Regions from separate parts of the Mus musculus genome. Here regions 1, 2 and 3 are each linked to region 4. The links are chromatin contacts, called in public HiChIP or PLAC-seq and promoter capture Hi-C maps. All regions are on one chromosome and are shown on one strand. Each heading gives the region's core, a stretch centred on a gene start, on an enhancer-like site or on the middle of the called end of the contact. The rest is flanking DNA. Distances are from core to core; before and after follow the strand shown.

Region 1 (6,879 bases), core at 292-2,791, 510 kb after region 4:
TGTTTATTTTTGTGTTGCTGACAGTGAAACCCAGTGTCATGTGCACATGTCACTGAGTCAGATCCCCAGCCAGGAGCCAGGGGTCCTTGCCATCCCTCTTGCCCAGAGAAGCATCATATCTGCCTTTGGTGGAAGTAAAAGCTATCACATAGTGAGGTGCTGACTGAAGATAAAAAGTAGGACCGCTGAGATGCAGCTCAGTGGTAGAGCCCCTGCCTAGAATCCCCCAGTGAGGGGGCTGGGGGCGTGGCTCAATGGTAGAGCCCCTGCTTAGAATCCCCCAGGGAGGGGCTGGGGGCATGGTTCAATGGTAGAGCCCCTGCCTAGAATCCCCCAGGGAGGGGCTGGGGGCATGGCTCAGTGGTAGAGCCCCTGCCTAGAATCCCCCAGTGAGGGGCTGGGGCGTGGCTCAGTGGTAGAGCCCCTGCCTAGAATCCCCCAGTGAGGGGCTGGGGGCGTGGCTCAGTGGTAGAGCCCCTGCCTAGAATCCCCCAGGGAGGGGCTGGGGGCGTGGCTCAGTGGTAGAGCTCTGCCTAGAATCCCCCAGGGAGGGGCTGGGGGCGTGGCTCAGTGGTAGAGCCCCTGCCTGGAATCCCCCAGTGAGGGGCTGGGGGCGTGACTCAGTGGTAGAGCTCTGCCTAGAATCCCCCAGTGAGGGGCTGGGGCTCAAATACCCTTTCTAACAATTTCACACATTCCTTAGCAGTTCTGAACCTGGAATCCTTTGATAAGAAGCTACTTTATCTGGAGGCTGCCTGTTCTAGGGCTGATGGTTATTTCCATTTATTTATTTATTTATTTATTTATTTATATTATTATGTTTTTTAAAGATTTATTTATTTATTTATGAGTGATTACAATTATAGCTGTCTTCAGACACACCAGAAGAGGGCGTCAGTCAGATCCCATTACAGATGGTTGTGAGCCACTATGTGGTTGCTGGGAATTGAACTCAGGACCTCTGGAAGAGCAGTCAGTGCTCTTAACTGCTGAGCCATCTCTCCAGCCCTTATTTATTTATTTTTAATGAGTTTGTTTGTTTGTTTGTTTTTCCTGGAACTTGCTCTGTAGACCAGGGTGACCTCAAACTCACAGAGAGCTGCCTGCCTCTGCTTTGTGAGTGCAGGGATGAACGGCGTTCATGACCAATCACTATTTGGATTCCTCTTCCTTTTTTCTTTTCTTTTTGCCACTTATTGTGCATGTGTATGTGTGAATGCGAGTGCTTCTGTGTGCACATGTGTATATGCTTCAGTGCATATTCAAGAGGACAGTTGGTGTGACTCAGTTCTCTCCGACCACTTGGGTCCAGAGGACTGAGCTTAAACCATCAGCTTGCCCTGTGACCTATCACACCTGCCCAAGCCTGAGACTGAAGTCTTGATTTTCTGCCTTTGATGAGTCTGTGAGTCTCAATTTTCCCATCTACAAAGTGGACCAATTAATACTGAACGCTACCTTGCCTTGTGACATTTGATGAGGCAGGCTGAGGCCAGGTGCCTGACCCAGGCCCAGCCCTCTGGAAGTCACTGAAAAAGTGATTGCTGTAATTACGGACATCATTAGCGGGTGACTCACAGATCCCTCAGGCCCGTCCACACCTCTCCCAGGGCTTTGGAATTTCCTTCTAACGCTCTCTGGTTGGAGCATAGTCCTTAGCCACCGGGGGTCAACCTACGCTTTTATTTTATCTTGGGACTGGTGGATCAACCCCAGAGGCCTTGGAGCTACCTCTGAGCAGTACCCCAGGTCTTCATTGCTTTTCATTTGTACCCCCCTTTTTTTTTATAATAGCCAGACTAAAATGCTTCCATGTTATGTAGCTCAGTCTAGCTTTGAATACCTGATCCCCCGCCCCCCCCCTTTTTTTTTTTTGTGAGTACATTGTAGCTGTCTTCAGACACACCAGAAGAGGGCATCAAATCCCATTACAGATGGTTGTGAGCCACCATGTGGTTGCTGAGAACTGAACTCAGGACCTCTGCAAGAGGAGTCAGTGTTGGTAACCACTGAGCCATCTCTCCAGCCTGGAACTCCTGATCCTCTTGCCTTCACATCTCAAATGCCTGGATCACGAGTATGTCTACCATCCCCACACACCCAGACTTGGTTGCTTTCATCTCAAGTTTCTGGTTTATTTGACTTTTTAAGGGTCTTCCTGTGTGGCCCAGGTTGGGATTCAGTAGAGCTCAGATTTGCCTCAAACTTGTAATCTTTAGGCTTCAAGGCTGCCACACCCAGTGGGGTAGGCCTTTAGTCCCAGCCCTTGGGAGACAGGGATCGCTATTGAATTGGAGGCTAGCATGGACTATATAATGAGAGAGTTCCAGTGCCACTAAATAATGAGACCCTGTCTCAAAAAGTTCAAAGTACAACACCAACCAAAGCAGGAGGAGCATGTAGCTCATAGCATGCATGATGCTTTGGATTTGACTAAGTCATATTAACTGTCATGGTGGTGCGTATGTGCCTGTAATTTTAGTACTTAGGACGCAAAGGCAGATGGATCTCTTGACTGAGTAGTGCAAGAGCATGATCCCTTGGGTATATAGTGAGTTCAGGTTTGCCTGTGCTATGTAATCACAGAAACAAAACAAGTTAGGTGTGGTGGCCTATAATCTCAGCTCTCAGGAGGCAGAGGCAGGCCGATCTCTGAGTTCTGGTCCAGCCTGGTCTACAGAGTGAGTTCAAGCATAGCCAGGGCTACACAGAGAAACCCTGTCCTGAAAAAAGCCAAAGGATTTTTTTTTTTTTAAAGAGAATAGAAAAGAAAAAAGTGTAGCATTGAAAAAATGAAATGGGTGGGCTGGAGAAATGGCTCGGCGGGTAAAGAGCATCTGTTGCTCTTGCGGAGGATCTGGGTTCGATTTCCAACACCTACACAAGAGCTCACACCATTTTGACTCCTAGTTCTGCAGAGTCTGACTCTGTGTCTGGCCTCTGCAGACCCTGTAAGCATGTGACACATGCATATACACGCAGAAACGCCTATAGTGCACATATGCAAAGTGAAATAAAATGGGGTATGATAATAGGATACTCGGAGATCCGGTTCAAGGATTAAGTGTTGCAAATAAAGCATTTAACACTGCGTCTGATATGCAATAGGGGCCTTGCAGATGTTTATTATTATGGTAAGTGAGGTTTCTTTAACCTCTTACCCGGTTCTATTCCCTTCTCTTGATATATATGAGATACAAGGGAAATTTTTGTTTTATTTTAATGTTTTAAGAGACAGGCTTTCTCTGTGTAGCCCTGGCTGTCCTGGAACTTACTCTATAGACCAGGCTGGCCTCGAACTCACAGAGCATCCCTCTGCCTCTTCATCACTGGAATTAAAGGAGCCTCGGCCGGCAACACTACTGTTTTATTTAAGCCAGTTTTTTTTGTTTGTTTGTTTTGTTTTGTTTTGTTTTGTTTTTACTATGGCTTTGTAAGTTTTGTGCCTGTTGTGCCTAGAGTCAATGGTGTAATAAAATCAACTTATATTTTCTGGAGTTTTCAAGGTTTTTGTTTTTTTGGATCGGATTGTGTTTTAGACTGTCTGCCTCCCGTTCTGTGGATACAGTTTATAATTGGGAACGTCTCCCGCCCAGATCTCCTTTGTCTTTTCTTGAAGAGTCTGGTTCTGGATGGTTCCATCGGCCTTTACCTGGTTGCCAGCGACTCTGTTCCTTGGATCTGGTACCTTCCTGTCTCCTGGGTTACGGCCGTGCTTCTGGGAGCATGTTCAGCAGTTCTGCCTGGTCACGTCGGTGGTTAGTGCTTTCCAGTGTCCCTCTGCCTTTTTCTGAAGGCTGTGATGCTGTGCCTACCCCTCCCACTGGTGGGGCTGGGGACCAAACCAGTACAACGTAGTATTATTATTTGTTTAGCTTGTGAGTGGCTGTGTATTTATTTGTGTGCATGGACAGTTTCATTCATGTACAGAGTGAATTTTAGTATTTTATCCCCCCCCCCCCCCAGTGCCCTCTCAGCTGCTGGCTGTCTTTTGAAGTTCATCTTCCTCTTAGTTTCATGGCTGTTTTGTGAATGACCCACTCAGTGTATTAGAGTTTCTCTCTCTCTCTCTTTTAGTTTTTTGAGACAGAGCTTCTCTGTGTAGCCCTGGCTGTCCTGGAACTCCCTGTGTAGACCAGGCTGACCTTGAACTCAAAGATCCATCTGCCTCTGCCTCCCCAGTGCTGGGATTAAAGGCTGCCCCACTAGCATCTCTTTCTTTCTTTGTTTTTTTTTTCATTATGGGTGGTTGTAAGCCACCATGTGGTTGCTGGGATTTGAACTCAAGACCTTCAGAAGAGCAGTCAGTGCTCTTACCTGCTCAGCCATCTCACCAGCCCTAGCATCTGTTTCTTAAGCTTGGTTGTCAGGTCCCTTCTTGGAGCATGAACAACTTAACCAGTGGCCATATCTCTGCAGAAACACTAACCCTCCAGTAACACTAACTGTCTACAAACCCTCAGAGCCTCACTCGGTAGCCCTGGAACTCACATGGGGACCAGGCTAGCTTTGAACTCACAGTGCTGGGGTTAAAGGCATGGGCCAATCACTTTGAATCTTGATCACCATATGCCAAGTGTCTGTCCTCTGTGACCCCCCCCCCCCAACATCTTTTTGATATCACAATAGTGACAGACATGGCTACAGGGACCCAGGGGACAGCTTGGCCTCTTCCTTGCTGTGTGGGTTGGACATTTTGTCTGACTGACCCTCTGTTTTTTTTTTCTCCGCTGAAATGGCTGGTTAATAGTCGCTTTTCATGACTGTGTGAAGGGTAAATGCGGCTAGGCCCTGAAGCTCCTAGAGGGTTGCGTGACTCAAAGAAAGCCTGAGCTACCATTAGGGATTTTCTCGCCATCCTAGCTGTCTTGAGATTCTGTGCAGGAGTGTCTGCTGTGGCCTCCTTTTGTGTTTGCTGTGCTGGGTGCCTGTCAATCTCAGGATTCAATCCTTCCAGCCTGAAATTGTTTTTGAGTTTCTATTTTTATTCATATTTGATCATTTCCTGTCTACCATTCTTTCTTTGTACGAGTAGTGAGATATCTTGAGGCCTTTGCTCCAATAAACACATCTTCTGTATCATTTTTTTTTCCTTTCTCTTTTTTTTCCCCTGAGTTTTTCCCCTGAGACAGGGCCTTGATACATAGCTGGAACTCCTGACTAGGCTAACCTCGGACTCACAGAGATCCGATCCGCTGGTTCTGCCTCCTGAGCACTGGGATCAAAGGCCTATACCAGCAGCTCCAGCTTTACTCTTTCTTTTATTTTTACTTATTTATTTTTTTGGTGTGTGTGTGTGTGTGTGTGTGTGTATTTCAGAGGACAACTTTTGGTTTTGCTAAGATCACCCTTACCCACTGAGCCATCTCACCAGCCCACACCTACTTAGCTACAATCTTTCTAGATATCTTCAGTGGAATTTTATAGCCCTTTAACCCTTCACTATAGTTTTAGAAGTTGTCTGTCATTCATCTATAGAGTGTATATTAAGAATGTGGGGGGGAGGGGAGCTGGAGAGATGACTCAGCAGTTCAGAGCATTGGCTGCTCTTCTGTAGGTCATGAGTTCAGTTCCCAGCAACATGGTGGCTCACAACCATCTGTAATGCGAGCTAATGCCCTCTTCTGGTGTGTGTCTGAAGACAGTGACAATATACATAAAAATACATAAAATAAATAAATAAATCTTTTTTAAAAAGTGTGTGTATGTGTGTGTATGTGTGTGTGTATGTGTGTGTGTGTATGTGTATGTATGTGTGTCTGTCTGTATGTGTGTATGTCTGTATGTGTGTTTGTGTGTGTATATGTGTATGTGTGTGTGTATGTGCATGTATGTGTGTTTGTGTGTGTGTGTGTGTGTGTGTGTGTGTAATGTAGCCCAGGCTGGCCTTAACTTAGTATGTAGGTGAGGGTGACTTTCAACTTCTAATCTTCCCATGTCTCTCCAGAGAGCAGTGGGATTGTGAGTTTATATCACCACAGCCAGTGCTGGGGATGGAACTAGCACCCTACCAACTGAGCCGCCTTCAGCCCTGTTAGTGTTGTTGTTCTTACTGTCAATAGAGCACTCTGTTTTTCATGCCTGTCTGTTCTCATGGCCTGGGTGATCATGACTGTGTTGTTTTCTTTTTGGGCTCTCTGTATTCTCTGGCTCACTGGTCTTTTCTTGTCTTCTGCATTTTGGGAAAGAAAAGAACACTTACCCATCGAGCACTTGGGTGGTGGAAGCTGGAAGATCAGGAAAGAATCTAAGGCTAGCCTTAGGTCTGCAATGAGTTTGAGGATAGCCTGTGCTAAGAGAGACTGTGTCTGTGAAGAGCCACTGCTACTTCAGCATGAGGTTTGGGTTCCCCACCCACCTGAGAAGCAGGGCAGGGCCTTGTGTGCCTCCAGTAGCTGGAGTGCTTTGGGGCGTGGAGACAGGAGGATTGCTGGGGCTTGCTGGCCTCCAGTTTAGCTCCAGGTTCAGGGAGGGTTGGATAGTGAGGGCTGGACTGGATGGACACCAAACCGGTGTTATCGCTGTATAAAGGTATTTCTTTCCTTTTTCTCTTTCTCTCTTTCTTTTTCTTTCTTCTTCTTCTTTTTCCCTTCCTTCCTTCCTTCCTTCCTTCCTTCCTTCCTTCCTTCCTTCCTTCCTCTCTCTCTCTCTCTCTCTCTCTCTCTCTCTCTCTCTTTCTGTATTTTTTTTTTTTTTGAGACAATTGTTATGTGGCTGACCTTGAGGTCTACTCTGCCTCAGCCTTCTCCTGCCGAGTGCCTGGACCGCAGGGCCAGGCATATCTGGAGCCTGGCTTTGATACTTTTCTTTTTTGCCTTGGGTGAGAGTACTGTAGCCATTTAAGCACTTGGGTTTCCGCCTAGCTTTGCCCTCTGCCTA
Region 2 (7,195 bases), core at 2,282-4,781, 400 kb after region 4:
GGCCTTGAACTCAGAAATCTGCCTGCCTCTGCCGCCCGAGTGCTGGGATTAAAGGCGTGCGCCACCATGCCGGGCACCGCTCAGCCATCTTGTTGATCCATTTTTGTTGTTGTTGCTACTGTTTTTTGTCACAGGACCTCATGTGGCACATGAGGATTTAAACACAGGGCTCTTATATGCTAGGTGCGTGCTCTACCACTGAACAACACCCCTAACCACCTTAAGTTTTTGTTTTCTAAGCCAGACATAAGTAGGGCAGGCCTTTAATCACAGCACACAAGCGGGAAGAGGCAGGCAGATCTCTGAGTTCAAGGCTTGTCTGGTCTACACACAGAGTTCCAGGCTGGCTAAGTCTACACAGTGAGAATGTTCCTCACTGATTTTTTTTTCTTTTTTAAGTTTAAATGTAAGATTGTATTAACAGCGTGTGTGACGGGTGCGTGACCATGTACCTGTCACGGCAAGCCCACGGGGGTAGGAGGACAGCTTTCAGAAGTCGGTTCTCTGCTTCTGCTGTGACTTCTGGCTAGCAAGCACAGGTTGCCAGACTTGCTGAATGAGGTCTTACAGCCACCGCGACACCTGGCTGGCCCCACCGCACTCTGTTGTTGACATATTCACTTATCTGAAACAAGATTTCGTGGAACCCCGACTGGCCTGGAACCTGCTATGGAGTTGAAGGTAACTTTGTTCCAGCCCTCCTGCCTCTGCCTCCTGAGTGTGAATACAGCATACACCACCACGCCTCTAATACATGAAATCGAGGAAGGAACCCAGAGCCTTGTGGACCTTAGGCAAGCATTCCACCAGCTGAGCCACTTCCCAGCCCTTGTTGGTTTGTTTGTTTTTGAGAGGTGTCTGTGTCTGCGGCTTAGCTTGGCCTGAAACTCACAGCCTCGTCCCATTGGTCCCTGGCAACCCTACGTCATTCATTCCAAGGGACTGGATTACAGGACTGAGCCGACATGACTTGGTTTACCAGTCCTTTTTATTTACTTACGTACTTAACATTTTTAAAAAAGATTTATTCATTTTATGTGTAGGAGTTCTTTGCCTATACATCATTGTGTGTGTACCGCGCATGTGCCTAGTGCAGACTGGGCATCAGGTCCCCTGGAACTGGAGGTATAGATGGTTGTGGAGTAATAGATGCTGGGACCTGAACTCTGGCCCTCTCTACGAGAGCAACAAATGCTCTTAACCTCTGTTACCTCTCTGGCCCCTTATTTATTTTAATGGAATAGAATACAATATAATATATTGTATGCCACCACACCCATGTATGAAATGTAGAACATTTCATACATGTCAACAATGTATTTTGATCATGTACACCCCAAGTTTCTCTGCAGCTCCCCTCAGGAACCCCTACTTTCCCCTACCATCTCCCCTAGGTATCTGACCCATTCCCCAGTCACCCCCCCCCCCACCTCCAGGTCCCCATCTCCACCCTTGTGTTGGTTTTGAGACAAGGTTTTCATGTAGTCCTGGCTGGCCTGCAGCTTACTGTATGGACCAGCCTGGCCTGGAATTCACAGAGATCTGCCTGCCTCTGCCTCCTAAGTCCTAGGACTCAAGGTGTGTCCTGCTCAGCCATGCAGCCTGCTGGGACATCTTGTTGGCTGCTTCTGTCTGAGCTGTTCTAGCTAATAGGCCACATCAGGTCTCCAAACAGTATTATTCCAGAAGATTCTTCGGCATCCTCCAGCTCTTACATTTTTTTCCCTTCTCTTTTCTGGTGTGTTCTCTGACTTTTAGAAGGTGGGATGAGTCAGGCAGTGGTGGCGCATGCCTTTAATCCCAGCATTTGGGAGGCAGAGGGCAGGTGGATCTCTGAGTTTGAGGCCAGCCTGGTCTACAGAGTGAGTTCCAGGACAGCCACCTGGACAGAAACCCTGTCTCGAAAAACAAAAAACAACAACAACAAAAAAGAAGGTGGGGTGGGAATTTGATATAGATGTCTCATTTTTAAAAATACCTTACTATTTATTTTTATTCTGTGTGCACTGGCATTCTGCCTCCCTGTATGTCTGTGTGAGGGTGTCAGGTCCCCTGGAACTGGAAGGGGACAGACAAAGACAGGTGGTGCTGGGAATTGAACCCAGATCCTTTGGAAGAACAGCCAGGGCGCTTAACCTCTGAGCCATCTCTCCAGCCCTGGATGACCCATTTAGGGTTCAGCACTTTCTGCTCACTTGTTCTTAGCACTAGTCTTAGACTCATGACTGTGTTCACAGCTGACCCCTTGAGAAAGGCTGTTCTGGTTAATGTTAGGAGCAACGTCAATGTATGGGTGTAAGCATGAATATTTGGAAGGGAGCTTGACAAGATATTCATTAGTAAAACAACAGTAGGAGATTCCTCCCTAGGGCCTGTGATCTTCAGAGCCATGGGCTTTTGGCAAGGTTTACAGTCTACACCTACATTGCTTGCTGGTTTCCAATCAGAAAGCAGTGGTTACCGCCCTAGCCTTCATGCCAATGCTACTACACCAATGAACAGATCTTTGGCAGGTCACCGTTGTAGCATGCAGGCTTCGCTGCTGGGTAATACCACTGATGCTCACCCCTACCCCACCCTTGTGGCCTACATAGCTAGCACCTTCCAGAACCATGAAAGCTAGCCAGCAGAGAGGAATTTTTCAGGTCAATTCAAGGGGGATTTTTTTCTAGGCTCTGAAACCAAAGACTAGTGTGTCTTCAGTAATAAGGTCTTACCATTCAGTTCTGCTGGACAACTGAGAACAAAACCAGCCCTTTCGAAATTTTATTTCTTTTTCTTTTTTCTTTTTTCTTTTTATTTTGAGACAGGGTCTTACTATGTTGCTTAGGCTAGCCTGGAATTCACTAGATAGGCTGGCTTCAACCTCATAGAATCTGCTTGTCTCTGCCTCCTAGGTGCTGGGGTTATAGCTGTGCATCACTATAGTCATTTATTTTTTTTTTTTTAAATAGTCTTTCCTCCCGTTTTCCTAGTCATAGTCCCTCAGCCCCTGGAAGAGCTGGAGTGATAGGCCCATGCCACCATATTTGGTCTGATACTATCTCGTTTGCTCATCTAAGGAACAGGGAGATTCCGGCTGACTGGGTAGGGGTGTGGCAAATTAGGGGTAGCTCCTAGTGCCCTGTAGGCTCTCAGCAAGCTGGGTAGGCCAGGAGGGAAGGCACAGGCTGACCCCTAGGGCTCAGCCTATGAGTCAGCTGTGGCCAGACACACCTACATCTACCCAAGTCTCCCTCCCAATTCCACTTCCTCCAAGGCGGGCAACCCTAGGTAACTACACTTCTCTACTTACAAGGGGCATTTCCAAAAGCCAGAGCAGGCTGAATTTTTATCTATTTATTTATCTAATGGTTTTTAGAGACAGGTTCTCAGTGTGTAGCTCCGGCTGTTCTGGAACAAGCTGGCCTCAAACTCACAGAGGCCCACCTGCCTCTGCCTCCTGAGTGCTGGGGTTAAAGGCGTACACTGCCACACTGGTTGTTAAAGCTAAGTCCTCTACTGATATTGACTACATGATCCAGCATTGGCCTGACCTTTAGACCTTGGCTTCCTATACACTCTGGACTGTCTACCTGTTGTATTGTTTACTGTACTGGAGGTGGAATCCAGGGTTTTGTATGCTTCAGGGGCCACTCTTTTTTCATTTGTTTGAGTCAGGGTTGCTCTTTGTTACTCTGGTTGTTCTAAAACTCACTGTGTAGACCAGGCTGGCCTCGGAAGTTAAAGATCTACCTGCCTCTGCCTTCTTAGTGCTGGGATGAAACATGCGCACCACAACACCCATCAGGAATTAGCAACTGCTTGAGCCATACCTCCAGCCCCTCACTGTAAGGACCTAGGCAGATGCTCTACACTGAGCCAGGCCCCAACCCCGAACTGGGGTAGTCTAGGCGGGTGCTCTACCACTGAGCCCCCCCCCAGCCCCCCCACCCCAGGAGTAGTCTAGGCAAATGCTCTACCACTGAGTAATTTCTTCAAACTCTCTGAGACAAGTTCTTTATATACCTTTGGCAGACCTCGAACTGGTGATCACCTTGACTGAATATCTGAACTAGCTGGACAATGAGCCAGCTCATTGTCACCCCATAATGCGCTCTGGTCTACCTAGACAACCAGCAGAGTGCAAGGTCAGCCTCTGGGTGACAGAGAGCTGGTGGCCACTCCCCTGCAGGCTGTTCATTTGGATCCAGGGATCAGCCCATACCCTAGCCTCCCTCCATTCCTCACTGCCTTCCCACTGAGCATTGGGTAGCATTCCCATCTGGAAGCAAGGAACAGGAATCCTGCTTGCCCTAGGGCAAGCAGAAAGGCCTCTACTAGTGCGTATGAAGGGGAAGACCTGGAAGTTTCTCTTCTGTTTCTGAATAAATCACTCTGAATTTGAAAGTCTGGGAACTCCCCAGAAGGGTGGGGCAGTTTTTCCTGGTGCCCTAGGGGGCCAAGACAGAAGGTAGTTTTTAAAAGGATTTTTCAAAACTCTCCCAAGAACTTTAATAAGTTCCCCCATTTCAATGGAGCGTGCTTCTAATCTAAGTGCTTGGCCTTGGATTTGAGGCCAGGCTGGGCTACTGTATGAGAACTTGCCGTAAAGAAAAACCAATGAGCAAACACGGGCCAGTGAGATGTCTCAGTGGGTAAAGAAGCTTACCACCAAGCCTGATGATCCCTGGTGACCCACAAGGTGAAGAGACCTGACTCTTCAAGCTATCACATGTACACAGCCCCCTCTACACACACTCAGAATTCATCACTGTGTAAACTGAGTGTGGTACCGTTCCCCGTGACGCTGGGGATCAAGAGTTCTAGGTCAGAAGTTAGATGCCTCAGTGGTTAGGAATACTTACTGCTCTTGCCGAGGACCTGAATTCCGTTCCCAGCGTCCTCATGAGGTGGGTTTCAACTGTTTGGCACCTGCATTCATGTGCTACACATAAACTCCTGCAGGCACACACAGGTACACCTAAGTGAAAGTAATACATAAACCTTTTCAAATATTTTAGGCTGGGCAATGGTGGCGCACACCTTTGATCCCAACAGTCAGGAAGTAGAAGCAGGATGGTCGTCTTGAATTCGAGGCTAGCCTGATCTACAGAGCTAGTTCCAGAATAGCCAAGGCCACATAAAAAAAAAAAAAAAAAAAAAAAAAAACAAACAAAAAAAAAAAACCTATCTTGAGGCTGGAGAGATGGCTCAGTGGTTAAGAGCACTGACTGCTCTTCTAGAAATCCTGAGTTCAATTCCCAGCAACCACATGGTGGCTCACAGCCATCTGTAATGGGATCTGATGCCTTCTTCTGTCTGAAGACAGCTGCAGTGTACTCATATGTATAAAATAAATAAATCTTCAAAAATTAGGAGGGAGGCAAACTCCCCTTCCCAAAAAAGGAAAAAAGAAGTCTCAAACACACACACAATAACAACAAAAAACAAAACCCCTCCATTTATTTGTGTGTGGAGGTGGGTGGGTGGGTGTGGGTGTGGTGGGGAATGTGTGGTGTGATTTTAATGTGCAGATCAGAGGGCCACTGAGGGAGTTGGTTCTCTCCTTCCACCATGTGGTTTCCAGAGGTTAATCTCAGACAGTAAGGAAGCAAGTGCCTTTGTCCACTGAGCTACCTAACTCGGGGGGAAAAAAGACTTCCCTAAGTAAATCTTTGCTTCCTTCCCGGAACCAGCGAACGTTCTTTTAGGGCTATCTCAAGGCACATGCTTGCTTTACTCCCTCTGCTCAGAACAGAGCCTTTTGGCTGCTGAGTAGGCAGGCAGCAGATATGGTAACTGAGTAACTCCGAAGCTGTTTGGGAAGAAAGGGCCATCTGCTTTGGCCCCAGGCTATTCCTTTTCTGGGTCATCTTCCCTGATCACTTGCTCTCTGGGCCTGGAGAGGGCAGCCTGAAGCTGGCCCCAAAGGCTGAGAAGTTAATCAGCTGGAGGAACCCACACTCCTGGACAAACCTCCTGTAGGAAAAAGCCCTGCGGAGTCAGGGTTATCAGAGCATGGGTGAGGTGGCCCTGCAAGCAGGCATCCAGTAGACTTTTCCGGTGGTACCCTACGTATGACCAGGGCCTTTGGCTTGCCCTCATTGAACTCTGAGAGATAGAAATATGTACTAAGGAGGAGGTGGGGCCAGGAATTCCAACTTTGGAGCAGTCCTTGGACCTAGTCCCCGGGGACATTCCAGAGGCCACTTTACCCAGGGAGGGGCCCTGTGAGGCAGAGGGCAGGCTGTTAGCTCAGGGGCCCCTGAGTACAGAGGCATTATGGCTGGATCTTAAAGCACTGGGCGCTCTGTCAGGCCCATCTCAGTTTTCTGAACCTGTAAAAAGGGAGTATGTTTTCTGGAACGTTCCAGGCCCTCCCTCATTCATTTAGTGCCTTACTGACATCCTGCTGTCTGCAGGGACCCGCCCTCTTGGACAGAGCTCCTGCTACTGTGACAGGAAGTTCCCCTCTTCCTCAATTTCTCACTTGAAAATGTGCAGCTTAGGGTCTTCCTGGCCAGCTGGGCTTGAATGTCCCCAGGAGAAGTGACATATGGCTTCTGAGAGGAGGATCAGAGAGTGGGCCTTGAATTAGGTTGTAAATATTCTCTCGTCCCAAGGCTTTTCAGGGAAGGGGACCCTTGTGGGGGGAAGTGCACTAAAGCTACAGGTGTCACCCATGCTCTGGGCCAGGCTGTGGCTGCCAGCTGGGTGCCTGACAGTAACAGTGACAGCTCTTTGTGAGGGCAAAGTTCTCTGGAGAAGGCCAGCTTCACTTCCTCTGCCTTCCCCTTCCTCCACTTCCTCTTTTCCCCACCCCCACCCTGTTCTGTGCTTTCCGTCTCCTGTCTGCACCCCAAACTTAACAGCTGAGGCCCCCTCCACCTCTGCCGGCCTCTCAGGGACCTCTCCTTTGTCAGGGCTGAGGACACCCAGACGATCTCTCATTCATTCCACAGAACAGAGCCCCTCAGTGTGTGTGTGTGTGTGTGTGTGTGTGTTAGTGGAAGGAAGTGGGGGGTGATGGGGCCCCTCAAAGGGCTGGCTTGTTTTATGTTGTCCGGGCTGGGGGAGGTGCTGAGTTATTAAGACTAGCCTGAATAGGCACCATGACTGTCTTCATAAGCACACAGGAAGCTGAGGCAGGAAGAGCAGGAGTTTGAGGCCAGCCTGGGCTACATAGGGAGCCACTGTTTCAAACAAAGAAGCT
Region 3 (7,030 bases), core at 1,142-3,641, 420 kb after region 4:
TGATACCGTAGTGCAAAGAAACCTGGAAAGGGCTTGCAAAGCGGCTCACTGAGGAAGAGCATCTGCCGCACAAGTGACCTGACGACAGCCAATAGAAACCACTGCTGGGGCTGGCGAGATGGCTCAGTGGTTAAGAGCGCCGACTGCTCTTCTGAAGGTCCTGAGTTCAAATCCCAGCAACCACATGGTGGCTCACAACCATCCGTAACGAAATCTGATGGAGTATATGAGGACAGCTACAGTGTACTTACATATAATAAATAAATAAATCTTTAAAAAAAAAAAAAAAAAGAAACCACTGCTGATGGGGCTGGAGAGATGGCTCAACGGTTAAGAGCACTGACTGCCCTTCCAGAGGTCCTGAGTTCAATTCCCAGCAATTCCCACATGGTGGCTCACAACCATCTGGTGTGTCTGAAGACAGCGACAGTGTACTCATATACATTAAATAAATAATTTTTTTTTTTTAAAAGAAACCACTGCCAAAGGAGGAAACTGACTCCCCGGGTCTGTCCTTCAACGTCTGCATGTGCTTCCTGCTACATGCACCTATACACCTCTCTCTCTCTCTGTCTCCCCACACAATGTAAAATAAGAAATATAATTAAAAATGAAAAGGGAAGAAGTTGTTGAGTGTTGATGGTAGTGGTGGGAGATGGGCTGGGGTGTACATTTGTGGCCATCTTTATCTGGCACAGTGAGAATCAGCTGATGTCGAGCGATCGGGCTCCATCAGTGGCTCCAACTCACCCCTGTGCCCACCCCTTTCTGTGGCTTCCTGTTGCTCGTAAATTTTCTCTTCTCTGTAGTAGATGACAATGCTAAACTGGAGGGTTTAACCAGGGGCTTCAAACTCAGCTTTCCTGCTGTGTTCATAATTTGATTAATTTTTATAATTATTATTTTAGTTATGTGTCCCAAGGGAAGAAGGGTGTATTAGTTCCTCTATAGCCTTGGCAGTCCTGAAACGCACTATGTAGACCAGGCTGGCTTCAAACTCACTATATAGCCTAGGGTAACCTTGACCTGCAGGTCTTCCTGCCTCCACTTTCTGAGTCCTAAGATTGTTTCCGTTTGGTTTGGTTTATATAGTGCCAGGGACGGAACCCCGGGTTATGTATCTGCTAGACAAATACTCAAATGAACTACATCCCCAGCTCCCATTAAACTATTATCTTAATTTTAAACCATCTGGACTTCCTTCCTGACTCTTTCTCTGTGTACACTCGAGCGAGAGCACATGTGCATGACCAGTGCAGACACAGACACCAGAGGGCAGCTTCTAGAAGGCAGTCTTCTCCTTCCAGCGTGTGGGTCCTTGGAATCAAACTCACTTCAGGTGGTCAGTCAGAGTCAAGCTCCTTTCCCTGACGAGTCATTTCACGAGCTCTAGGAAACCATTTTTAACTGGAAACGCCGTGGAAACATTTATTATTCATTTATTCAGCAAATATTTATTTGTTCAGTGTTGACATGCAAAGAACAGTACCAGGCAGACTCTCTGCTTAGTTATGGGGGTACAGGCAGGGTGCTTACTTAGCACGCATGAAAGGAAGCCTTAGGTTCAATCCTCAGTAGTGTTAAAAAACAAAACAGCCGGGCGTGGTGGCGCACGCCTTTAATCCCAGCACTCGGGAGGCAGAGGCAGGCGGATTTCTGAGTTCGAGGCCAGCCTGGTCTACAAAGTGAGCTCCAGGACAGCCAGGGCTATACAGAGAAACCCTGTCTCGATAAACCCAAAACAAACAAACAAACAAACAAAAAAACAAAACAAAACCAAAAACCAACAACAACAACAACAAAACAAGATGGGGCTGGAGAGATGGCTCAGCGGTTAAGAGCACTGACTGCTCTTCCAGAGGTCCTGAGTTCAATTCCCAGAAACTTTGTCTGAAGACAGCTCCAGTGCACTCACATACATTAAATAAACAGTGGCCTAGGCATAGATGGGAGGCAGAGGTAGGCGGATTTTGTGACTTCAAGGCCAGCTTGGTCTTTATAGCTAATTCCAGGACAGCCAGGACTACAGAGTGAGACTCAAAACAAGCAAAAAGGCTTAGCAAGTCAGGCGGTGCAAAGAGCTATTGAGAGTTGTAACGCAAGATGAGGGGCAAATTCAGGAGCGTGTGCACATGAAGGTTGCTATGGTTATCTAGGATACCTGAGCGCTGTGACAGATGACTTGGAGCGCAGTGTGTAGCGCGAATGGCAAATGCAAAGGCCTGGAGCAGAACGCATGTTGTTGGAGCGACAGCAAGAAACTGCGGAGGTAGCTTAAGAGACTGGTCACTCGTGACCTTCTGGACGCCTCTGAATCCTGAGAGTACTTTATGCCACACCCAACATGGCGACCGCACCGGGTCCATCCGGGCGCAAGCGGAAGTACGTCTAGGCGTGCGCCGCAGCCACGCCCCTTACCGGGGTCTCTGTGGAGCTGTGGCCGCGCCGGCTTCGAGCATCCCTACGCTGGCAGGCTGGGGGACTGTGAGGCTGCAGCTCCGGCGGCTAGCTCCGGAGAGGTACGACCTGCACCTCCAGCCCCGGCGGCTGGAGTCCCCTCTGGGCTTCCCTCCCGACCCTGGCTTTATTCCAAGGCCCATCCTTGCCGTCTCCTACCCTCCTACCAGGCCCTCTCCTCTCCTGACCCCATCTGTTCCCAGGCGCACAATCTCGATGGCCAGAATGGACCCTTTCACGTGGCCTGCTGAGTTTCCAGGCCTTTCCCCCGTCTCCTTGTGTGTTGGCTCTGCCCTCGCAGCTATGGGACGTTGTCCCTTCTGCTTGTGTTTTCTTGTTTGTTTTACACTGTAGCCCAGTCTAGCCTGGAGTTCAGTGTGCAGCCCAGGCTGGTTTTGAACGTACAGCAATCTTTCTATTGTAGCCTTTGTAAATCTGGGGTTACAGGTGTGCATCATCACGCGGTGGTTAATGTGCAGCTAAGGGTGGAACTCAGGGCTTCGACCCCATTCCCAGCCCTGGCTTCTTCTTTTTTTCTATCAGCTTAAGTGCAGCCCACTTCTTTCTGGAGTCTACTTGTGATGCGCGGGAGTGTGATAGGGCGTCGGACTGACCCCAGAGCTTTATGATCTAGGTCAGCTGGAGAATCCCACTGCGTCTTGTTACGGGTGTGCAGTATTTTTTTCTGCAGACGACAGTATGGGGCCGTGGCGGGGGTTAGGGGAGCACCTGGTAGCTTCCCTGTTGCCTTCCTCCCTATCTTGAGTTATATTTGTTCTTTCCTAGGTACTCGCATCTGGGGGTACACCTATTTATCATATTAGCGTGTGTGTATGCGTGAGTACTGGCATGTGCATGTCATGGGTGCGTGTCGTGGCGTACATGTGGAAGTCAGAGGACCACTTTGAAGAGTTGGTTGTTGCCTTTTATCTGGTTTATATTAGTGTGTGTGTGTGTGTGTATGTGTGTATGTATAACTGTGTGTGGGTATGTGTACATGAGTACAGGTGTCTGAGGAGACCAGAGGATCATGTGCACCCGGTGTTGGAGTTACACAGGTGGTTATTCGCCTCCCCAGTGTGGGTACTGGGAATCGAACTCAGGTCCTCCGAAAGAGTAGTACTAAATTATCGCTTCTGCCTTTCCCCCCAGTTGAGACAGGATCTCTCTTGATGGTGTATACTCCAGAGTAGCTGGCTTGTGAGCTTTTGACAGATGCCCCTATCTCCTCCTCTCACTTTGCGCTAGCAGTGTTGGGATGGCAGATGTGGGTCACTGCATCCAGCATTTTATGTGGGTCCCAGGGTTTGAACTTGGGTCATCGGGTTTGCAAGGCAAGCTCTCTTGCTCACTTAGCCGTCTTGCTGATCTCTGGGCACACTTTTAAGTCCTAGGAGTTTCCTTGCATTTATCCAGTGAGACTTACAAGTGTTTTCCAGGGTATGAGGACTATGTCTGGGGTCTGTTGGAAGCTTCTCTTTCTTTGAAGAAAACTGGACTCAGAAGTGTCTCTTTGATTGACAGGAAAGAGAGTGTGTGGTCCAGCTCTAGACTAATGAGAGAGGAGTGAGGTGGTAGAAAGTTATGTCTCTAGCAAGAGGAGTTCCAGGATAGTATTGCTGTATTAGTAGCTCTCAATGACTTCTACGTCCTAGGGATTAAATAGACATGTCTGCTCGTGTGATCCTATGGAGTCCTGACTCAAAAGCTCCTCTGTTCCCTGAGTGAGCAACATAGCCAGCCAGTAAGGTTTGAGCCTCTGAGATTAGATTTTGCTATGGTGCCTAGGCTGCTGTCAACTTCACAGGTTCAAGGTGTCTTCCCGTCTCAGCCTCCTAAGTAGCCAGGACTGTAGACCCACATTGCTGTGCTTGGCTCCTGTGCGTGCTCTCGAATGTGGGAGTGCTTGTGGAGGCCCCAAATCAATGTTGGATGTCCACAAGCACTCTTTACTTTAGAAAGCATTTTTTAAAATAAAAGATGTATTTATTTATTTATTTTGTGAGTACACTGTAGCTGTCTTCAGACACACCAGAAGAAGGCATTGGATCCCATTACAGATGGTTGTGAGCCACCATGTGGTTGCTGGAAAATTGAACTCAGGACCTTTGGAAGAGCAGTCAGTGCTCTTAACCACTGAGCCATCTCTCCAGCCCTAGAAAGCATTTTTTAATTAATTATTTTTGAGACAGAATCTCATTATGTAGATCAGGCTGGCCTTTAACTCACAGAGATCCTTCTGCCTCTGTCCCCACAAGTGCTGGGATTAAAGGTTTGTGCCACCACACCCAGCAAGTGTGTTTTTTTTTTGTTTTTGTTTTTGTTTTTGGTTTTTTTTTTGGTTTTTCGAGACAGGGTTTCTCTGTGTAGCCTTGACTGTCCTGGAACTCACTCTATAGACCAGGCTGGCCTCGAACTCAGAGATCCGCCTGCCTCTGCCTCCCAAGTGCTAGGATTAAAGGCGTGCGCCACCACGCCCGGCTTTGTTGTTGTTTTTTGTTTTTTTTTTTTTTTAATGTGAATGTGTGTTTGAGTGCTTGCTTGTGTGTATGTACGTGTGCCGTGTGTACAAAGTGCCAACAGGCCAGAAGAGAGTTGAGCCCCTGGGACTTTAACTGTAGTTAATGCTGGTTGTGAACCATCGTGTGGGTGCTGAGAACTGAACCTGGCTCCTCTGTAAGAGCTCAGTTGACAGCTGAGCCATCCTCTCTCCAGCCCTTCCGTCTTGTATTTTGAGACAGGGTCTCATTGAACCTCACTGATTTAGGCTGACTGTCTGGGCATCTTCAGGGATCCTTCTGTGTCCACCTCCCCATTGCTAGGACTGCAGCTGCAAGCTGCCACTCTAGGCTTTTAACAAGGGTGCTGGAGATCCAAACTCAGGTGTTAGTGCTTGTATGGCAAGCTCCGTACGAGTAAGGCATCTCTCCAGGAAGAGAGACTGTGGGTTCAAAGTCATGCTGACAAACCCGCTGCCAAAGCCCGGACTGCGAACTGCCTGGCGGTGGATGGAGGACTCAGGAGGGAGGAGGGGAAATCATAAGGGTAGGACTTCTCATTTTCCGCTTGGATTTGTGGGGAGGACTGCTGACCAAGCCGGCCTTTACTCTGTAGTCCTGCCTCATCCTCCCAAGTGTAGGATTCACAGGGTAATTCTCAGTGTGACAGCCTAGGGTCCAGTGAAGAAGAGAACGGCTGGGGTTGGGGGTGAAAGCAGTGCTTTGGGCTCGGGTGGAGGAGGATCCACATAAAAGACTAGAATCAGTGCGTCCCAGCAGCAGTGCCTGAGTCAACCTGGTGACTCTGCATGTGTGCATTTGTGCATATGCCTGTGTGATTACAGGAGCGCACCGCTAGGCTTGGTTTTTCAAATTTGCTAGCCAGCTTTGGCGTGTCATAGTTCTAAGCCAATTGTATTCCAGTTGAGCTGCCATAAGTAAATCCTGGCAGGAGCCTGCTGTCTACAGGGAGAGTGGGTATGGCACAGGGTGGCTGTGAATTGGACTCAGGTCGGCCTGGTTCTGTGCTTTTTTTCTCAGGCAGTTAAGAAAAAAAAAAAGCCTTGATCTGGGGAGACGGCTCAGTCAGTAAAGTGCCTGTTCTGTATCTCCAGCAGCCACATCAAAAGCAAAGCAGGGTGTTGCATCGTGTCTGTGCGTCGGATCCCATGCTAGTGGGGCAGAGGCAGAGGGTCCTGGGGCTCCATGACTGCTTTGTCTAGATGAGCCTCAGACAAATAGGACAGAGACTTAGGAAGACACTCCCTGTCCAGCCAGGCTTACACACACACACAACTCCACATATGTGTGACCATATACATAACACACTTACACACAGGATGCAAACAAGGAAACCCTCCTGTAAGATAGGAGTAATAGGGCACACCTGCTGTAAGATAGGAGTAATAGGGCACACCTGTGAGCCTAGCCAGCTTTTCTTTCTTCTCTCTGAACAAGGACTTGTTGGGTAGCCTTGGTAGCCTGGAACTCAGCATGTAGAGCAGGCTGGCGTCTTTTGATCTGGACATCTGAGAGTGTGCTGAGCTGAGTGGAGGAGGGGTCCTCAGTTCCTGCAGTTGCTGCCGTTTGTAGGGAGCTGGGAAGTAGCTTCAGGTGAGAGCCCATCTGAGTCTCCGTCTGAGATTCAGGAGCCCCACCTCCATCCCCAGTACTGCAGATACAAAAGCAGCCAGCCAACCCTTGGGAAGGGGGGCAGGAGGATCAGTCATTGAGCTGGTCTTTGGGGACATGGCTCAGGATATGTAGGAGGATCTCATCAGAGAAGCCAAGCAGGTGGGTGTCACCTGCTGCCTCTGCCACTGCCTCCTCCTCTCTGGACATGTCCTGGAAGTGAGGGACAACAGAGGGAGCACTGATGTTTGCACACAAGACTGGCTGCGAATGATCTTCAGGTTACACTGAATGACAGAGCCAGGGTAGAAGAGGGTAGGCGGCTTGCCCCATGATGGGGGTGGGGTGGTGGGTGGGGGGTGGACATAGTGCATGTGGCTACAGGAGACCCTTGTCTATCAGAAACAAAACAACAACAGCAACAACAAACCCACAGAGGCCAA
Region 4 (7,464 bases), core at 1,976-4,475:
TTTCTCATGGTTGTGTGCTTAGAAGTAGATTTATTTAAAAGGTCTTGTGCCTTTTAACCACTTGAACAATAGCTAGAATGTTTCCTACAAGCAGTGTATAAGGCTTCCAGTTTCTCTGCATCTTCACCAACACATTAAATTACCTACCTCTATAGGTTTTTGTTTTGTTTGGGGTAGGTTATCACCATGTAACCCAGGCTTGCTCAGATCCTCAATCCTCCCGCCTCACCTTCCCAAGTGCTGGGAATGCGTGGATTACTGCCCTGCCCAGTTGGTATTGGATTTTGGTATAAGAAAGCTGAGATGCCCTTTGCCCACCGTCGGTCTCTTCTCTCCATGACTTGAGTTACACAGTTGCTCTAATTAAGAGTTCTGATTAGTATTTTTCCTCCTCTGACTTCCAAAAACATTGAATTCTAATTTTTTTACCCCTCCTATTATAAAAATAACACAGTATTCAGATAAGCAAGCATTTGGCTCAGGGTTCTATACGGCTGAGTGGGTAAGGCCCTTGCCATACAAATGAGGACCTCAGTTCGGATCCCAGAATCCGTGTAGAGCACAGTGTGGTAGCACACATCTGGGATGGAGAGGCTGAGAGGTGGGGGCACACATCTGGAATGGAGAGGCTGAGAGGTGGAGACAGAAAATCCCAGAAGCTCACAGGCCAGGCTAGCCTGGCATTGCAGCAGCAAGCTAGCTTCAAGCAAGGTAGAAAAGCACGGACAGATGCCTGACCCCACGCTCTGATGCAGACACACATTGCGTGAACACCCACAGAGAACTTTTGCCCTAAAGGTTTAAAAAGGAACACGCAGTGTGAGACCTCTGCCCCGCCCCTCCTGTGCCAGTTCCCAGATGTGGCCTGGCCTTAGACCCTCACCATCCTCGTGCCATAGTCACACAACATACCAGGGAGAGCCCTGAGCCTTTCCGTTCTCACTGCGCACCAATCCACAGTCTGAGTTGACGTTAATTGCTTCTTGGTGTGCTGTACTGTGACTGACCCAGAGTCTCATTCTTCCTCATGCACAGCCATTTCGTTTGTTATTGTTTTGTTTTGATGTCTTGAGTCAAGGCCTTACTCTGACTTGGGCTGGCCTCAAACTTGCCAACCATTTCAGCCTTGTGAGCGTTATGCTCACCAGCCTGCACCATCGCTCATGCGCAGAGATGCTGGAGGGGCGGGTACTGCTGTCAGCACTCCTGGCCTGCTGTTCCTGTGCTCGGTGGCTTTAAAGAGACAGTCCTCGCAGGATTTTAGTTTAATGCACGAGCTGTCTCCACATATTTGTCTGTAAACAGCAGACTGGCAAAGTACTGTCTGTGTCTTGAGTGACCTTTCTGCCTGTGTGAAAGTTATCCTGCAACAAGCTGTCACACACACTAGGCTCATGCCTGGGCTGCCTGCCTGTGTCTGTGTTGACTGTGACTCAGATCTATGTTCCAAGGGTCAGATTTGAGGCAACTGAAGTGCATATGTGTGTGTATCTGTGTGCTTGCACTTGTGCAATACATGCATGTGACAGACAGACAGGGAGACAGACAGAGACAGAGAAAGAGAAATAGGGAATTTTGAGTGTGGGGCCTCATGAATGCTGGGGCATTGGCACATTTTTCAGCTGTATATACTGCCTGGTGGGTCAGATCTGATGCAGAAGGTCAGCTGAGTGATGAGTCTGCACCACAGGGTCAGGGCTGGTGCTCAGGCATTGAAGGCTATTTGCTAACACTCTGGTTTTCTGCCCACAGCATCTGTTCCTGGCATTTCCAAGGATTGTCTTCCTACTGGGCTTTGTCATCGTTTTGAGCATGCTCCTGGCTGGCTACTTGTGCTTTGCTCTGTACCTGGCTGCCACCAACCAGACCACAAATGAATGGTATAAAGGCGACTGGGCCTGGTGCCAGCGCTGGCCTCTGGTGGCTTGGTCCCCATCAGCTGAGCCCCGGATCCACCAGAACATTCACTCCCACGGGTTTAGGAGCAACCTTCGAGAGATCTTTCTACCTGCTACCCCCAGTTACAAGAAAAAGGAGAAATAGAGCGGAAGTGCCCTGCCTTTTAAATACAGTGCACACCTATTTGTACACATGGATATTTGTTTTCTCATCATTGTCTGTGTTGGTTTCTGCTGTGTGGGCGTGAGTGGGCTTTAGTGGGGAAAAAGAGATGGGAAGCTAGGCTTGCTGAGTTCTCGTGTCTCCCAGGGCAGATTTCCCTCCTGCCTATATTCTGCTAGATCCAGTAACTTCTGAGGTCCTAGTGTGAGAAGGGTCAAGAGATGTCCAAGGCTCTGGGTGACAAGGAGGCCTTTGCCTCTTTCACTGCACCCTTGGGCGCCTGAACTAGGACCATAAAGTCTGTTCCCTGATGTACAAGAGAGTCTCTGGGCTGTGCCCAGCTGCACTCTCTCCCTGGTCTGTTCTTTCCCAGGCAGGGGCCCTTTATCATCTTAACTAAATCCTCTCAGCCATAGGCCTCTTAGTCATTGTATTTGTGAGCCACACGCAAGACTTTTCCATTCTGTTTAAAATCTCTACTCCCCGATGGGCGGTGGTGGTGCACACCTTTGATCACAGTACTCAGGAGGCAGAGGAACGTGGATCTCTGAGTTTGAGACCAGCCTGGTCTACACAGTGAGTTACAGGACAGCCAGGGTTACACTGAGTACCCCTGACTCGAAAAACCAAAAGAAAAAAAAAAATCTCCAGTCTTCATTAACAGCTAGTTTAGTATAAATTGTAAATAAACCATCGCCCATAGATTGTATAGAAATCTTGAGCTGGGGAGTGGGAGTGTTGTAGGGTGGGAGGGTTTTCAGGAACAGGGAGCACGTGGGCTAAACCTTGTACTAAGATTCCCATAGTCCTCCTGGGCTGGGCTAGAGCATAGCAGTTAAGAGGGTCCAGGAGTCAGGAGAGAATTTGGAAACACTGACCCTGGAACAGAAGGATCAGGGCGTGGGGGTGCTTACAAGCATCATTTGTCCTAGTAGTCGCCCCACTCCCGGGGGCGATCAGAGCACGTCCTGGTTGGAGGGGAGCATGAGAAGGCTTGGGTGCGTGGTGCCGGCTCAGAACACCTCCGAGTGTCTGATAATCAAACACCTCTGAAGCCGGAGAAACTCTTGCGAAGACGGCGGGGCGGGGCCTCGTGCTTGCCCGTGCGGGCTTCACCGCCAGGGGGCGCCCACGAGAGCGCGCGGCCGCAGCCCGAGCTTGGCCCCTGCGGGCCGCCGTCGCCATTCAGCCGCCGGTTCGGCCGAGCGGCGTCGGCTCCCGCGGCTCTGGGCGGCGCCGCAGTCGGACCCCAGGATACTCGCTGGCCCGTGGCGGCGGCGGCAGCGGCGACGATGGTCCCCTGAGCGGGTTGGCGCCTGTTAGAGGCGGGCGGGCGCCGCGACCCTGCCCGCGTCGGGGCCCAGGCCGGTCGCGCCTCTTTGTCTCCGGGCGGAAGTAGGACTCGCGGCGGGGACAGGGCGGCCGCACCATGAGCGACATCCGCCACTCGCTGCTGCGGCGCGACGCGCTGAGCGCCGCCAAGGAGGTGCTGTACCACCTGGACATCTACTTCAGCAGCCAGCTGCAGAGCGCGCCGTTGCCCATCGTGGACAAGGGCTCCGTGGAGCTGCTGGAGGAGTTCGTGTTCCAAGTGCCCAAGGAGCGCGGCGCGCAGCCCAAGGTGCCCGCCCCGGCCGTGCCCTCGCTCGGTGACAGGAGCTCGCCCCGAGGTCTCGCTCCTCTTTCCGCTCCCCCGGCCTTGCAGTCCAGCGGCGTTGCTCAGCCGCGTGCCCGTTTCGCAGGCGTGTGACAGTCGCCCACCAATGAATGATCCGGGGTGGTGGCTTTGTGAACTGGCTACTTAACATCCCTCTGGGATGTCGCTTAACTAGATGCAGGGTTTTTTCCTTTGCTTATTCATAGAGTTAAGCCCCCCCGGGCTTAGGCTTCTGAAGGGTGAAAAAAATACACCCTGGGAAAAAGAATAGATCTGTTTTCCTTTTTCAAACACTGTCTTTCTGTGTACCATGTATCTCGGGCCAGCCTGAAACTCATTATCGGCTAGACTCAGCCTCGTGTGCGCTGGGATTCTAAGCATCCACTTCCCTAATCTCTTAGGGTGGGAGCTAAGGGGCAGGTGGAGGCCCTCTTCTCACAGCTTCTCTTCCGGGTTTGTTTTTACAGAGACTGAATTCCCTCCAGGAGCTCCAGCTTCTTGAAATCATGTGCAGTTACTTCCAGGAGCAAAGCAAGGACTCTGTGCGGCAGATCATTTTCTCCTCCCTTTTCAGCCCCCAAGGGAACAAAGCCGACGACAGCCGAATGAGCTTGTTGGGAAAGCTGGTCTCCATGGCCGTGGCCGTGTGTCGGATCCCCGTGTTGGAATGTGCGGCCTCCTGGCTCCAGGTACTGCTCTCGAAATAGCGTCTCCCACAGTCTCCGTAGACAGGATAACAAGAGTTTGGATGTTCGTAGAGGTCTTTTACACGTGCGTGATGTCATCGATCATCCCTGCCTGGGTGCTACACCCAGTCCCGTTTTTTTTATGGAGCAAACATTTTTTTTGTTTCTTTGATTGACTTTTTTTTTTTGAAAAAAGAATTTGGTATGTAGCCCAAGCTGAATTCAACCCTCATGACCCTTCTACCTGAGTCTCTTGAGGATTATAGGGTCCACGTGTCTGGCTCTGGAATTGTAGCCTTCTTGTACACAAAGTAGTAAAATTAGGATTTGTTTCATTTTGAAACAGGTTCTGATTATGTAGCCTGGGCTGTCCTGGATCTCAAAATGTAGACCAGGCTGGCCTTGAACTCAACCCAGACCAGGTGTCTCTGCCTCCCTAGCATTTGCTATTAAAGGTGTATGCCATCACACCCAGCTTACTTTTAGTATTACTGTGCATGTGTGATGTGTGTGTGGTTGCCTGTGCCACAGCACATCTGGAGAGGCCTGAGGACAGCTGTGTGAAGTCGGGTCACTACTGTCACCTTTTTTTGAGACAGGGTTTCTCTGTGTAGCACTGGCTGTCCTGTAACTCACTGTGTAGACCAGGCTGGCCTTGAACTCAGTAATCCGCCTGCCTCTGCCTCCCGAGTGCTGGGATTAAAGGTATGCGCCACCGCCACCTGGCTTCCTTGGCTCCTTTTCATCTTAAATTTGTAAAATTATTTGTTAATGTGGAACTGTTTTGCGTGGGGATGTTGTGTCTGTGTACCACCTGTATGCTGCTGCTCACACTGTGGAGGCTGGAAGCGGAGCGGGCTTTCGATCCCTGCAACTAGAGTTACAAATGGTTGTGAGCCACCATGTGGGTGCTAGGAATCGAATTTGGGTCCTCTGGGAGAGCAGCCAGTGCCCCTAACTACTGAGCTGCCTGTCTAGCCCCCTACTTCTTTTGTCCTTATGCTGTTACAGAGCTTTCTCTCAGGTTGTCGGGCTTGCAAGGCAAGAGCTTAACTGGCTGAATCCTCCACCATCCCCCACCATCCCCCACCATCCCCCACCATCCTCCACCATCCCCCACCAACCATCCCCCACCATCCTCCCAGTTTGCGTCTTACTGTATGGCCTCGATTGGCATGGAATTCACTCTGTAGACCAGGCTGGCCTCTAACTCACAAAGATTTGCCATCCTTGGCCTCCCCAGATTAAAGGTGTGTGACACCACACCCAGCCTTAAATTAATTTTTTGATAAACAAAACAAAAAGGCCTCATCTTCAGAATAAATGGAAAATCTATTTCTCAGGCAAAATGATTGGATTTTTAAAACAGTATGCGGAGGGAAGGAGAGATGGCTTAGGAGTTAAGAGACTTGTTCACACAAAGGACCCAAATCCAGTTCTTAGAGCACCCATATCCTGCTCCCAAGTGCCTATAACTCCAGCTCCCGGGAATCCCTTCCCCCTGTTCTCCTTGAATGCCTTTACGCACATGTATGGGTCTACTCAAACAGACACACGGGGCTACACACCATGAAAAGTAAAATCTTAAGAAAAACAAGTTTAACTATGTAGCTTAGGCCAGCCTACAACCTCCTAATCCTTTTGCCCCAGGCTTCCTAGTGCTGAGACCGAGCCTTGAGCCACCACACCCAGCTGTAGCAAACTTTTTTTTTTTTGTTTGTTTGTTTTTGTTTTTTTGAGACAGGGTTTCTCTGAGTAGCCCTGGCTGTCCTGGAACTCAAGAGATCCGCCTGCCTCTGCCTCCCAAGTGCTGGGATCAAAGGCGTGCGCCACCACTGCTGGGCTTGTGGCAAACATTTCATCATGTGATAATTCACAAACTCTTCCAAACCTCACAGTGGTAGTAATGGGTAGTTTTGATGTATGGTGTCCTTCAGAAATTGTCATTTCCTCGGCAAAGTCACCTTTCAACCGAGACAGGCAGATTTATGTAACTATTCCACCTTTGTAGTGGGCATGGTCCTTCTTGCAAGAACGCACTTCTGCCCTCTAGTGCTGGAGTGTGGGATAGCAGGCTGATTAGCTTGGCCGCCCCTGTGGAGCTGTGCTCCCCTGTGGCTGGGAAGTGGTGGTAGACTGGTGCCATGGGCTTTAGATGATGAGACCCTACCCCAAGGGGCTCTGTTAGCAGGTCTCCCCGCCCCGAAGTGGCTCCACCCACGTGGGTGGTCTTCACTCTTTACACGCAGCTGTCACCTGCCAGCTCAGGGTTCCTCAGTGACTTGGACTGTGGCTTCTTCCCAGCGGACGCCCGTGGTCTACTGCGTGAGGCTTGCCAGAGTGCTTGTGGAGGACTACTGCTGTCTGGTGCCGGGCTCCGTTCAGACACTGAAGCAGATCTTTAGTGCCAGTCCTCGTTTCTGCTGCCAGTTCATAACGTCCGTGACCGCCCTCTACGACCTGTCATCAGGTGAGTGTCCGAGCAGCTTCTGGTGGACACCAGCTTTGTGTATTTCTTTCTTGCTGTGCTGGGGGTAGAACCCAGAGTTTCGAGCATGCTGGACAAGCATTCTGCCCTGGAATACCTCATGCCCCAGTGACTACATTGGCTTTTGTTTTATTTTGTGGTTTGTGTCTGGGGGGCGGGTGTCACGTGTGCAGTGCCCACAGAGGCACTTGGAGCTAGAGTTACACATGGTCCAAATGTGAGAACTGAACTCAATGTAAGAGCAGCGAGTGCTCTTACCCACTGTCCAGACCCTTGCCACTGACTTTTTTAACTGCAACGTATGCATCGTTACTGTGGGGCTAAACCTAGCCTTACAGCATCTCAGTCTTTACCACTTGCTAAAAGCGGCTTTGTTCAATTCTTCGCAGTTTGGGTCTGAATGTCGGAAATAAGAGCGTAGGAAACCAGGTACAGGTACTTTTCCGTAGACATGTGACTGCCTCTCCACAAGATTTATTCTTAATTATGTGCATGGGGGGCGGGGGTATGACAGGTACCTGTGGGTGCCCAAGAAAGCCAGAATTGAGTGTCAGGGCCCTTGAAGGTGAAGG

Evidence for each region. Promoter capture Hi-C pulls out the DNA fragments that hold promoters and counts their contacts. HiChIP or PLAC-seq counts read pairs in DNA pulled down with a chosen protein or histone mark.
Region 1: a contact with region 4 is called in an HNF4G HiChIP or PLAC-seq map of pancreatic cancer cells. The contact joins the enhancer-like site here to the promoter of E130309D02Rik in region 4. A contact is called at or near these places in 5 of 115 datasets of contacts at active chromatin or transcription factors (the 230-238 cell line, bone marrow-derived dendritic cells, bone marrow-derived macrophages and 2 more) and 1 of 9 other capture datasets (adipose tissue).
Region 2: a contact with region 4 is called in an HNF4G HiChIP or PLAC-seq map of pancreatic cancer cells. The contact joins the enhancer-like site here to the promoter of E130309D02Rik in region 4. A contact is called at or near these places in 1 of 39 promoter capture datasets (erythroid cells), 1 of 484 Hi-C or Micro-C datasets (regulatory T cells), 8 of 115 datasets of contacts at active chromatin or transcription factors (the 230-238 cell line, the NIH/3T3 cell line, bone marrow-derived dendritic cells and 5 more) and 1 of 9 other capture datasets (liver).
Region 3: a contact with region 4 is called in a promoter capture Hi-C map of pre-B cells. The contact joins the promoter of Fbxl18 here to the promoter of E130309D02Rik in region 4. A contact is called at or near these places in 4 of 39 promoter capture datasets (embryonic stem cells, erythroid cells, liver and 1 more), 8 of 484 Hi-C or Micro-C datasets (CD4 T cells, CD8 T cells, the G1E-ER4 cell line and 4 more), 5 of 115 datasets of contacts at active chromatin or transcription factors (bone marrow-derived dendritic cells, effector CD8 T cells, embryonic stem cells and 2 more) and 1 of 9 other capture datasets (liver).

Annotation. Positions count from the first base shown.
Region 1 is chr5:142,802,588-142,809,466 of GRCm38.p6, reverse strand. The region is part of intron 2 of Tnrc18 (trinucleotide repeat containing 18); the gene reads left to right. Among named protein-coding and RNA genes, the nearest start is that of Gm31365, 6.1 kb to the left of the region's middle. Within about 2 kb of position 1,541, at least 33 of the 459 cell types and tissues checked have an H3K27ac peak or open chromatin away from gene starts, as enhancers often do. A contact at or near this core is called in pancreatic cancer cells, where this site is marked.
Region 2 is chr5:142,908,872-142,916,066 of GRCm38.p6, reverse strand. No RefSeq gene overlaps it. Among named protein-coding and RNA genes, the nearest start is that of Actb, 5.7 kb to the right of the region's middle. Within about 2 kb of position 3,531, at least 80 of the 459 cell types and tissues checked have an H3K27ac peak or open chromatin away from gene starts, as enhancers often do. A contact at or near this core is called in bone marrow-derived dendritic cells, embryonic stem cells, liver and 2 more, where this site is marked.
Region 3 is chr5:142,890,599-142,897,628 of GRCm38.p6, reverse strand. It overlaps Fbxl18 (F-box and leucine-rich repeat protein 18), which reads left to right and starts at 2,391. Exons shown (of 5, transcript NM_001033312.3): 1 at 2,391-2,519. It overlaps Gm38733 (a long non-coding RNA gene), which reads right to left and starts at 2,325. Exons shown (of 2, transcript XR_003955825.1): 1 at 2,162-2,325.
Region 4 is chr5:143,311,121-143,318,584 of GRCm38.p6, reverse strand. E130309D02Rik (RIKEN cDNA E130309D02 gene) reads left to right here and starts at 3,225. Exons shown (of 6, transcript NM_172726.4): 1 at 3,225-3,682; 2 at 4,186-4,407; 3 at 6,709-6,874. The coding sequence starts at 3,491. It overlaps Zdhhc4 (zinc finger, DHHC domain containing 4), which reads left to right. Exons shown (of 8, transcript NM_028379.5): 8 at 1,753-2,096. The coding sequence ends at 2,043.